2 separate regions of the Rattus norvegicus genome follow, and region 1 is linked to region 2. Evidence: chromatin contacts called from public Hi-C data. All regions are on one chromosome and are shown on one strand. The core of a region is the stretch at or near the end of the contact, and the rest is flanking DNA. Distances in the headings are between cores, read along the strand shown.

What was found. Hi-C and Micro-C count contacts between places; a contact is called where the count stands out from the background.
Region 1: a contact with region 2 is called in a Hi-C map of liver, with 4 times the contacts expected there. The contact joins the enhancer-like site here to the promoter of Dhcr7 in region 2. A contact is called at or near these places in 4 of 12 Hi-C or Micro-C datasets (the A7r5 cell line, kidney and liver).

What each region holds. Positions count from the first base shown.
Region 1 is chr1:208,538,118-208,542,992 of GRCr8, forward strand. No RefSeq gene overlaps it. Among named protein-coding and RNA genes, the nearest start is that of Shank2, 58 kb to the right of the region's middle. Within about 2 kb of position 2,889, at least 1 of the 93 cell types and tissues checked has an H3K27ac peak or open chromatin away from gene starts, as enhancers often do. A contact at or near this core is called in liver, where this site is marked.
Region 2 is chr1:208,442,546-208,447,187 of GRCr8, forward strand. It overlaps Dhcr7 (7-dehydrocholesterol reductase), which reads left to right and starts at 1,889. Exons shown (of 9, transcript NM_022389.3): 1 at 1,889-2,078.

The sequences.
Region 1 (4,875 bases), core at 1,639-4,138, 97 kb after region 2:
TCACAAGCTGAAGTGCGGCTCTTTATAGCAGCTTTGTTCTGAGTCACCAGGACCAGAAGCCACCAAGATGCCAGTCTGTAGCTACCTGGAAGAAGCAGGCTGTCTGTGCGGATACAGTAGGATATTAGCCAGTGACAAAAAGGACATGTTTCCAAGCCACGAGTGAACATTCCAATTGCTGGACAAAGCACAGTAGTCAGGGAGGCACAAAAACACACAGGCTCTGTGGTTGCCAGGGTGTGGGGAGTGAAGGGCAGAGCAGGCAGAGCCTGGGAGACGTTTAAGGTGACAAGACGATGCCGTGTGCACCAGCCTGGCTTCTGGCACAGGACCCTGGAGTCTCACCAGAGGGTGACAGCGGGATTGCCTGCACCAAAAGCCACAGGATCCTGACATTGACCCTGACAAAGCAAGTAGCAAAAGAAAGTCAAAATTAGGAGAGAAAATATTCACCTATGTCAGAGCACTGGATTTTTCTTTTCAAGAAAAGTTTAAATCTTTAGCTTTTCTTTTTTTATTCAGTGACTGGGGCACGGGGCATAAGCCCACAATTCTCAGAATCCACAGTGTGGTGTGACTGAAGATTCTCAAGGTGAATATGGAGTCAGATGCGGTGTCTCATGCCTATAATCCCTAACACTTGAGAAACTGAGGCTGGGGTGCTGCTGTAAGTTTGAGAATAACATAGATTGCACACCGACTTCCTGGCTATCCTGAGCTGCAGTGTGAGACTCTTGTCTTTGAAAAACACAACAACTGGGGCTGGGGAGATGGCTCAGCAGCTAAGAGCAATGGCTGCTCTTGCAGATGACCCCGGCACTGTTTGGACACTCACCTCGCAGCTTGCAACCATCTGTAACTCCAGTTCTGGGGAATCCAAGATTCAACGCGCTCTTCTGTTCTCTGAGGGCACTGAACAAAGAATCTCTCTCTCTCTCTCTCTCTCTCTCTCTCTCTCTCTCTCTAACACACACACACACACACACACACACACACACACACACACACACACACACAATGATGTGCATGGCTCAAGTCCCAGGTTGTTTTAAATGGTTGTTTATGACCTTTACCCATGTTTGAGTATCAGCCAGTCCCCAGAGTGGGAGGATGGTTTCTGTCAGCCCACAACATTCCCGAAGCAGCTGCTCAAATGTACAATGACAATTAGGAAACCTAGGCAGCCTAGGGGCTGGGTGGGATGTGTCTATTTCCTTTTAAGCCTCTTTAATGTGGAGAAATGGATCCAAGTGCCAAAACCTGGAGTGAGGGGCTGGACCTGCCCATGGTGGGGTGGGTGGCTCCAGGGCAGACCTGAGCTACAAGGAGGGTCATGTTTTGGAGCATGCTCACCCACCTGTGCCCTCTATGGGCCAGGCACTGTGTAGGCACAGGGCACACAGAAGTGACACCTGCATGCCTGACTTCCAAGCCTAAGGACAGTACTAGGAGTTCATCTTTGGAGTACTCACTGTTGGTTATGGCCTCCGTGGACACTGTGCTGTTCCCAGCACATCTTTCACACATGCCTGCCCTATTTATTTATTTATTTTTTGATCTATCTTCTTGCCTGTGACAAAACACCCGAGGAAAGCAACTGAAGGAAGGGAAGGATTGTGGGCATTTTCTCAACCTACTTTAATAAGCATTTAACCTCGTCTCTAGCCTACCACCGACCAGAGGTAGTAGAAAAGAAAAGGCATTAGGACATGGGGAAGTAAACCTGTTTAGAAATGGTTCTTTGGGGGTGAAGCCCAATCTTGGTTGTCAGGATATCGGCAGCCCGGTCCTCTAGCAAGACACTAACACGAATGAACAGCAGCAGTCCAGTCCATTCAGCAGTCACCACTCATGAAACAGCAAGGGCAGGTCAATCCAGAAGAAACTGGGAGGCTCACCAACTGCTCCAAGTCCTTGGATGTGGCAGGAAGCCACAGGAACCTCATGAGAAGTTCTTGGCGAGTTTCTCGAGTTTCTGTCAAGTCACCACAAGTAAAGCCCAACACTGCAGCAAACCAATAGGTGCATGTCTGAGGTGGAGCAAAGTGAACCAGTGCTCCAGCTCCCACTGTCTGTGGGGTCATATTTATATTCTTTCTAAACATCATGCTTCCTATGTTTTCTATAGCAAAACATCTTTCACCTGTGGCTGCTTCAGCAAAACATCCTTTCACCTGTGTGCCCTGGCAAAACATCACTTGACATAAGTGACTTTCCAAAGAAACCGGAAGTTTCCACTTCAAAGTGTTTGTTTTGGCTCATAGTTTGAAGGTACCATCCATCATAGAGGTAAAGGTTATGAGGTCACATGACATCCTCAGTAAGGAAGCAGAAGGAGATAAACCTGGTACTCAGCTCACTTTCTTTTTCTTTTTAATAATAGTTTATTTTTTAATTTTATATACATTGTTGTTTTCCCTGCCTGTGTAAGGGAGTTGGATCTCCTGAACCAAAGCTACAGGCAGTTGTGAGCTGCCATGTGGGTGCTGGGAATTGAACCTGGGTCCTCTGGAAGAGCCATCTCTCCAGACCCCACTTTCTCCTTTTTTTATTCATTCCAGGATGCCAGTCCATGGGATGGCGTCCCCCACATTCAGGGAGGGTTTTTCCACCTCAGTTAACTTAATCCAGATAACTGCTAACTGGAATACCAAGAGGTTTATCTCCTAGGTGATTCTAAATCCTTCAAGTTGACAGTTAAATGAGCTATCATGAAATCTCAGGCCCAGAAAGTTCTGGAATGTGTACCAAGTCCTCATCATGTCCCTGAAGATTTTGAATGGTCAGTCATGGTTTTTAGCCAAGGTTGATGATGGTGAAACCTGCCCTTTCTGGGCTATGACAGTATGTGGAAACATGCCCTGTTGTCACAATTTGGAGGTGCCATTAGCATCCAGAGCCACAGACTGGGGGGAGGCTGGGGAGAGTCTCATGTGCTCTGGGCATCCGCATGCATCAGGGACGCTGAGCTGAGACTTGGCAAGCCTACCTGTGCCTGGTGGCTCAACCATGGAGGATGCAGGTCTTGAGGAACAGGAAACAAAGGGAAGGCCTAAGACTGGACATCGGTCTTCAAGAGGAGCTGCGTGAGCAGGGTTACATATCAATGCCCGATTGAGGGCTTACATAGCCGCTCTTGGTATTGTCTAGACACAGTCTAGGTCTGTCTGAAGACACCTAGTATGGCTAAGAACAGCCATTGAGAACTGTATGGAGCAGGGGTAAAGTCCTCCCCACAGGGCTTCCTTGAAAACCAATCACAGATCCCGGCCCAAGGGATATTTCCATGTCCTCACACTCTGAACTTCTGATGGGAACATTATTTGGGGAAAAAGCTAAATACAAGAATTAATTCATCAGTTCAAATAAAATAAAAAGGAAGTTGAATCATTGACTCAAGTGCTGACTCTACCCTCCATGGGTCACTACTAAGCCACTGGTGAGAGGCCAGGGGTGCATTCCCCCCCCCCCCAGGACTCCAAGAAGGAGCCATCTCTTGACTTTCATCTCCCAGCCCCTAGGACCATCAAAAAGTGAAATTCTGTTGTTTATAGTCACCTTCAAGCCTCAGAAAGCAGCACAACTCCAGAGCTTTATTTCAGGTCTTTCACAGGAAACTGACCAGGGCATCATAAATCTGAAAAATAATGAGAACATTCACTTTGGGGTCTCAGGCCTCATATCATAGTGCTCTCTGGTACCTGGCTGGTGATGAGTGTTTAGAGACTGGAAGATTCCAGATACACAGAGAAGGTTGATCGATATCAGAATCAGCCAGTCAGGGGATTAATAAGAAACCAACCCTTTCCATAATTGAAAAGAACTGTTCACAGTATGGGAAAAGTCTTTAAATTTTTCTTTTATTACGTGCACTTTTTATTTGTGTGTGCACGTGAGGGTCAGGGGACACCTGTGAGAGTGAATCTGTTCTCTCCTCCCCACATGTGGGTCCCAGAGGTCAAACTCAGGACATCTGGCTTGGCAGCAGGCTCTTTACCTGCTGAGCCAACACGCCGCCGCTGGACAAAGGTTGTTTTCTGAAGCACTTGCCCCTGAAAATTTGGATGATGACAACAGAACCAACATGGTGGGGACATGCCCTTATCTTTGTGCAGAAGTGCAGTGACGGGGCTGGGGATTTAGCTCAGTCGTAGAGCGCTTACCGAGGAAGTGCAAGGCCCTGGGTTCGGTCCCCAGCTCCGAAAAAAAGAACAACAACCAAAAAAAAAGTGCAGTGACTTCTGACATTTTGCAGTGTGTTTCAGCTTTTTAGGATAGTATCTGACACTGTTAGACAGGGTTAGCGGAGACCCAACAACCTCATGCACATACGGGGAACCAGGCAAGTCCTTTGGAGTCTCCTTGCTGTGGGCCACTTGCTGGTTTATGTTTTGTCAACCTGACACAAGCTGGAATCATCTGGGAAGAAGGAATCCAGTGAGAAAATGCTTCCATCAAATTGGTCTATGGGTCTCTCTCTCTCTCTCTCTCTCTCTCTCTCTCTCTCTCTCTCTCTCACTCAGGGTCTCTCTACACAGCCCTGGCTATTTTAGAACTTGCTATGTAGACTGAGCTGGACCTCTGGAACAGTAGCTAGTGCTCTTATCCACGAACCATCTCTTCAGCCCCACATCTAACATTCTTCATAATCTATCTCTGACCTCCTGCTTCATATTTAAAGTCCAGTGGCCAGTGGAACTCTGCTCAGCAAACCATGAGCCCCAAAGGCCCTTTCTTTCTTAAGTTTGCTTTGTCTCATATTTTAGCCTTGGTGAGGAGATAAGTAACCATCACATGACCCAGCAGCAGAACTGCACTGGAGTCACAGACCAACAGGCTGGATAAGCCTTGGATAATTAAGCACCTGAACAATGC
Region 2 (4,642 bases), core at 639-3,138:
GAACACAGGGTCAGTAAGGAAAAAAACCAACCACTTGTCTATCCTGATAAAAGTAAGTCAGTGGTTTGGGACTGGCAAGATGGTGCAGTAGGTAAAGTGCTTTCAGTGTAAACCTGGCTGCCTGGGTTCAATCCCTGAAACTTAAAGACAGAGAGAGAAAACCAACTACACAAAGTTGTTCTCTGACATCCACGCATGGCTCACAGCGTGTGCACCTGTCCACCTGCCCAAACCCCGCCCCCCCATACACACAATGAAGACACACTGTATAGCAGTGGTTCTCAACCTCTGGGCTGCAACCCCTTTGAGGATGCATTTCAGATATTTTGCATATCAGATATTGACATTGCCATTCATAACAGTATCGAAATTACAGTTCTTCAGTAGCAGCAAGATCGTTTTATGGTTGGGGGTCACCACAGTATGAGGAACTGTAATTGAAGGGTCACAGCATGAGGAAGGTTGAGAAGCACTGCACCATAGTAACAAATGTTTGTTTTTTTTTTCTTGTTTGTCAAGACAGAGTTTCTCTGTGTAGCTTTGTCTGTCCTGTAACTTGCTCTGTAGATCAGGCTGGCCTCGAACTCATAGAGGTCTGCCTCTCTTTGCCTCCTGATTGCTGGGATTGAAGGCATGTGCCACCCACCATTGCCCGGCAGAAATTTTTAAAATTTTTGAAAAGTTAAAAGAGCTGAATTTTTGATAAAAGACCATCAGCTAATACGTTTAATACGTTTGGAGGAATGCTGAAATCAAGCCAACTGTTCCTACCAAGAAGTAGGCCATGTCCCAAGTGTCCTCAAAGAATGCTAAGTCACCAGGGCCAAAGGTTGTTTGGAAACATTGTATTTACCAGTCTCAAAATAACACTACCTTCATTTACTTATTAATCAAGAGCAAGACAGGGACAGAAGAAACGGCTCAGGGATTAAGAGTACTTACTGACTTACCTTGAAGAAGATCCAGGCTCAATTCCTAGTAACCATGTGCCAGTTCATAACTCCAGTTCCAGGGAGTAACCATGCATTATGTATGTATGATGTATGTATGTATGTATGTATGTATGTATGTATGTATGCATGCATGCATGCATGCATGTTGAGAGCGCTGGATGCCTTGGGAATGGAAATACCGATGGCTGAGTAACCATGTGGGTGCTGGGGCTTGAACCCTGGTCACCTGAAGAGCAGCCAATACTCTTAGCTGCTGAGCCATCTCTCCAGTCCCGACCGTATATTCTGTATAACCTATTACTCTAGTCAAATGTGTACCCTGACTGGATCCCGGGGTTTGGAGAAAAAGAGCAATAAAGGACATTGTTGGGCAGCTGATGCACCAGCACGTGGACAGTAGCTAACAGTGCTGAAGTCACATCCATTACCAGTTTGTTTCATTGTGGTTGCAGAGGAGACTCTCGCCAGGAGAGGGCGACTAGCGACTGTAACTAACGAATGTCAGGTGGCGCGGAGGAAAGAGTTGAGAATGAAACTATCCAAAGCTGCTTTGTTAAGGCTCAGCTGACAGGAATGCGGGCTGGGCTTTCCCCAAATACCCTTTGGGGCACGAAGGTGTGACTGAGTCCTGCCCACCAGAGGACCCGTTTGGCTGTCATACTAGGGCCACATTCACAGTCTGCTAGAGGCCTCTTCCTTGCGGGACTGGTCTGGTCCTGCCTCGCGGTCTCGGCAGTATCTGTTGTCCCGTGCAGGAGATGCTCTCCTTCAGGAAGGAGTTCTGCAGCAGGGTAAACTGAGGCACGGGAGGAGCAGGATCGGAGCTTGCGTGGCAGAATCCACAATTGTATCCTTCTTCCCCCAAAGCAGAATCGGACCCAAGTCCCCAGGGGCGTGGGCGGGGCGGGGCTGGCCCTGCTGTCAATCTCAAGACTGCCGCCGCCGACTGGAGGGCCCGGTGGGCTCCGAGTCAGCTCACTGCCTTCACCAATCACAGGGCGCGGCTCACGAAATCCACTTCGGATTGGTAGTCTGTGACCTCACGTCACCTGGGGGCGGTGCTTCAGGCAGACACTTAGGGCGCTGCTGGAGCTCGTGAATCAACCGCCCGGATCCCGCACGCAGGTGAGGTTTTGTGTGCACGGACCGGGCTATAGTACAGGAGAAGGACTGTGCGCACAGACGTGGGAGGTGGGGGGGAGGGGATCGTCGAGAGTGCAGAAGCGTGGGCCATATGTACAAAAAAAGAGAATGAGTATTCAGGAAGGAGGCAGTTTGTGAGATTGGGCGGGGGTGGGAGGAGATATGTATGTAAATGAGGGTATGCGCGTTTGCACAGGTTTTAGGTAGATTGGCGAACAGATGTGCAGATTTAGAGGCGTGTGCACCGGAGCGAGGGTTGTGTGCTCTGGTTTGGGGAGATGTATGCTGAGGGAGGGGGTCTGAATGCCGGGTAGGAGGGGAGATGCTTTGCCCAGATGGTCCAGGTGCACCTGTGATCAGGTGTGGAGGTGGACTTTGCTTAGCTGGGGCCTGTGGCCAGGAGAGCAGCCATCTGCTGTGGGATGAGGGTCCAGCTCCCTGAGAGACCTTTGAATGCTCAGGTATAGAGGGGCAAGTATAAACTCACCCCTTGGCATATACAGCCAGGAGAATCTCTTCACTGGATTTGAGTGATTCGATTTATTCTCTCAGGAGATAGATGGATTGCCCACTGGCATGAGGATCATGGGAAGCTCTAGGCATACCTGACCTCCCCAGTTTGTGGAGAGTCCCCTGTCCCCCTAAAGATCAGGATGGTGTTCAGAGGAAGAATTCCAAACGGCAGAACATCTTTAATTTTTGAGCTACTTCTGATAGAATCTTTTTGAAACGGTTCTTTCTAGCCCTGGGTGCCAGAGCTTCTGATTTCTTTGGTGATTTTCGGTGGGTGTGACGTAAGTTTACATGTCTATACAGAGCATTGCAGGAGGTTCTTTTGTCTGCCAGCTGCCACGGCCCCAAGTATTTCCCAGGATAAATTCCCATCGGTACACATAGGGGGACGTGCTTCTCGCCATGCACCCATTTCTGGGATTTCCTACCTTTTCATCTTGACATCCAACCCGAGGCTAACAGATTTCCAGATTGGACACCCTACTGCTTCTGGAATATTCCATCAACATAGATGCTTTTCTGTATGGAAGATCCCTGGAATCTGATATGCAGAGTTAGCCATGTTATTATTTCATAGCCTCCCAGTGTGCCAAAGTAGAGTACCAGGCACAGCCTTGTCTCTTAGGCTGTGTGAGCAGTCACCGAATTGCCCTGACTTCTTTTTTTCCCAGCGTCTCATCTGTGAACATTATTAATTCTTCCAGTGGGCTGGGCACCTGGCACTTGGCAAATGCTGAATGGATTGTAGCTCTGGCAACAGGCTGTGTCATCCAGTGGAAGCCCGGCAGCAGCTCCTTGTAGACATACCTTTTTGTTGCCCCTTCAGGGTGTGTGGAATGACTGTGCTGTGGCCACAAGGGTCTGGTGATGTCTCATACCCCTTCCAAGGAGAGATGTGAAAGGCTCATCTTTCCCCAGCACTGCCTGTCTGTGTTTCTCACCGCCTCAAGGCCACCAATAAGCCAGGTCAAGCCAGCCCACATGGGTCTGCAGGAGGAGAGTCTACTCCCATGAAACACCTCCCCAAATTGCTGACCTATATAGAAACCATGAGAGATGCTGAAAGACTTGTTTAGGTTTGCATGCCCCGGCTTTGTGCTTTCTGCTGATTTCGTAGCTGTCTCCTGACCTCCACACGTGCTCCCTTCTGTAGGATGGATAAATAAAAATAAATAAATCGTATTAAAAACTTGACACATACATACAACCCCTAGGGGTACATACGTAGGAGATGAAGCCAGAAGGGTTAGAAATTAAAAGTAGTTCTTGGCTACAAAGCAAGTTCAAGACCACGTGCCCATGTGGAAGGAAGAGCCTGTTGCCTTCCTCTGTGCTGGCTGTCACCCCTCAAGGCCACAGGTGTTCTGCTTTTAGAACCAACCACTCTGGCTGTAGCAGCCTCCGTTACAGGATGTTTGCATCTCAGGCTTTGGTGCCCCACACGACACCTCCCCTGGGGTCTACAGCCATCAGGTTCATGGTAAACACTTTTTGCTTTCCGTGAATTGTCACTGAAATCATCCCACCTCCTTGGGTGTGGACATTTTTCCAGTTGCTGTGTGGCCATGTTGCCGATGGTGGGATAGTATATCCCTCGACCTATCTCTTGCCTTTGGCTTTGTCTGGTCAGGTGAACAAAGCCTTCAGCTTTCTAGACCTGAGTCATGTTGTTTCCTTTTCCTTTACTTTTCCTTCCTTTTCGTAAGACAGGGCCTCACTGTTTTGCTCTGCTGACCTGGAACTCACTGTGTAGACCAGTCGGGCCTCAAATTCACAAAGATCTATCTGTCTCAGCCTCTCAGGTGCTGGGATTAAAGATGAGGGTACCACCGTGCCTGGCCCATTGGTTTCATTTAGCATATGAGGCACCAATGGATCTTTCTCATCTGTCCTTTATGAAGGACGAATCCTTGGGGACACAGACTTATGTGCCATGGGGCATTCAGTAGGTCCCCGATTCTCTTGCATTCCCATGGAAATTGGTTGCCAATCTAGGTCGTTTTCCGAGCTACTCTGTGTTCTTGGCATCTCAG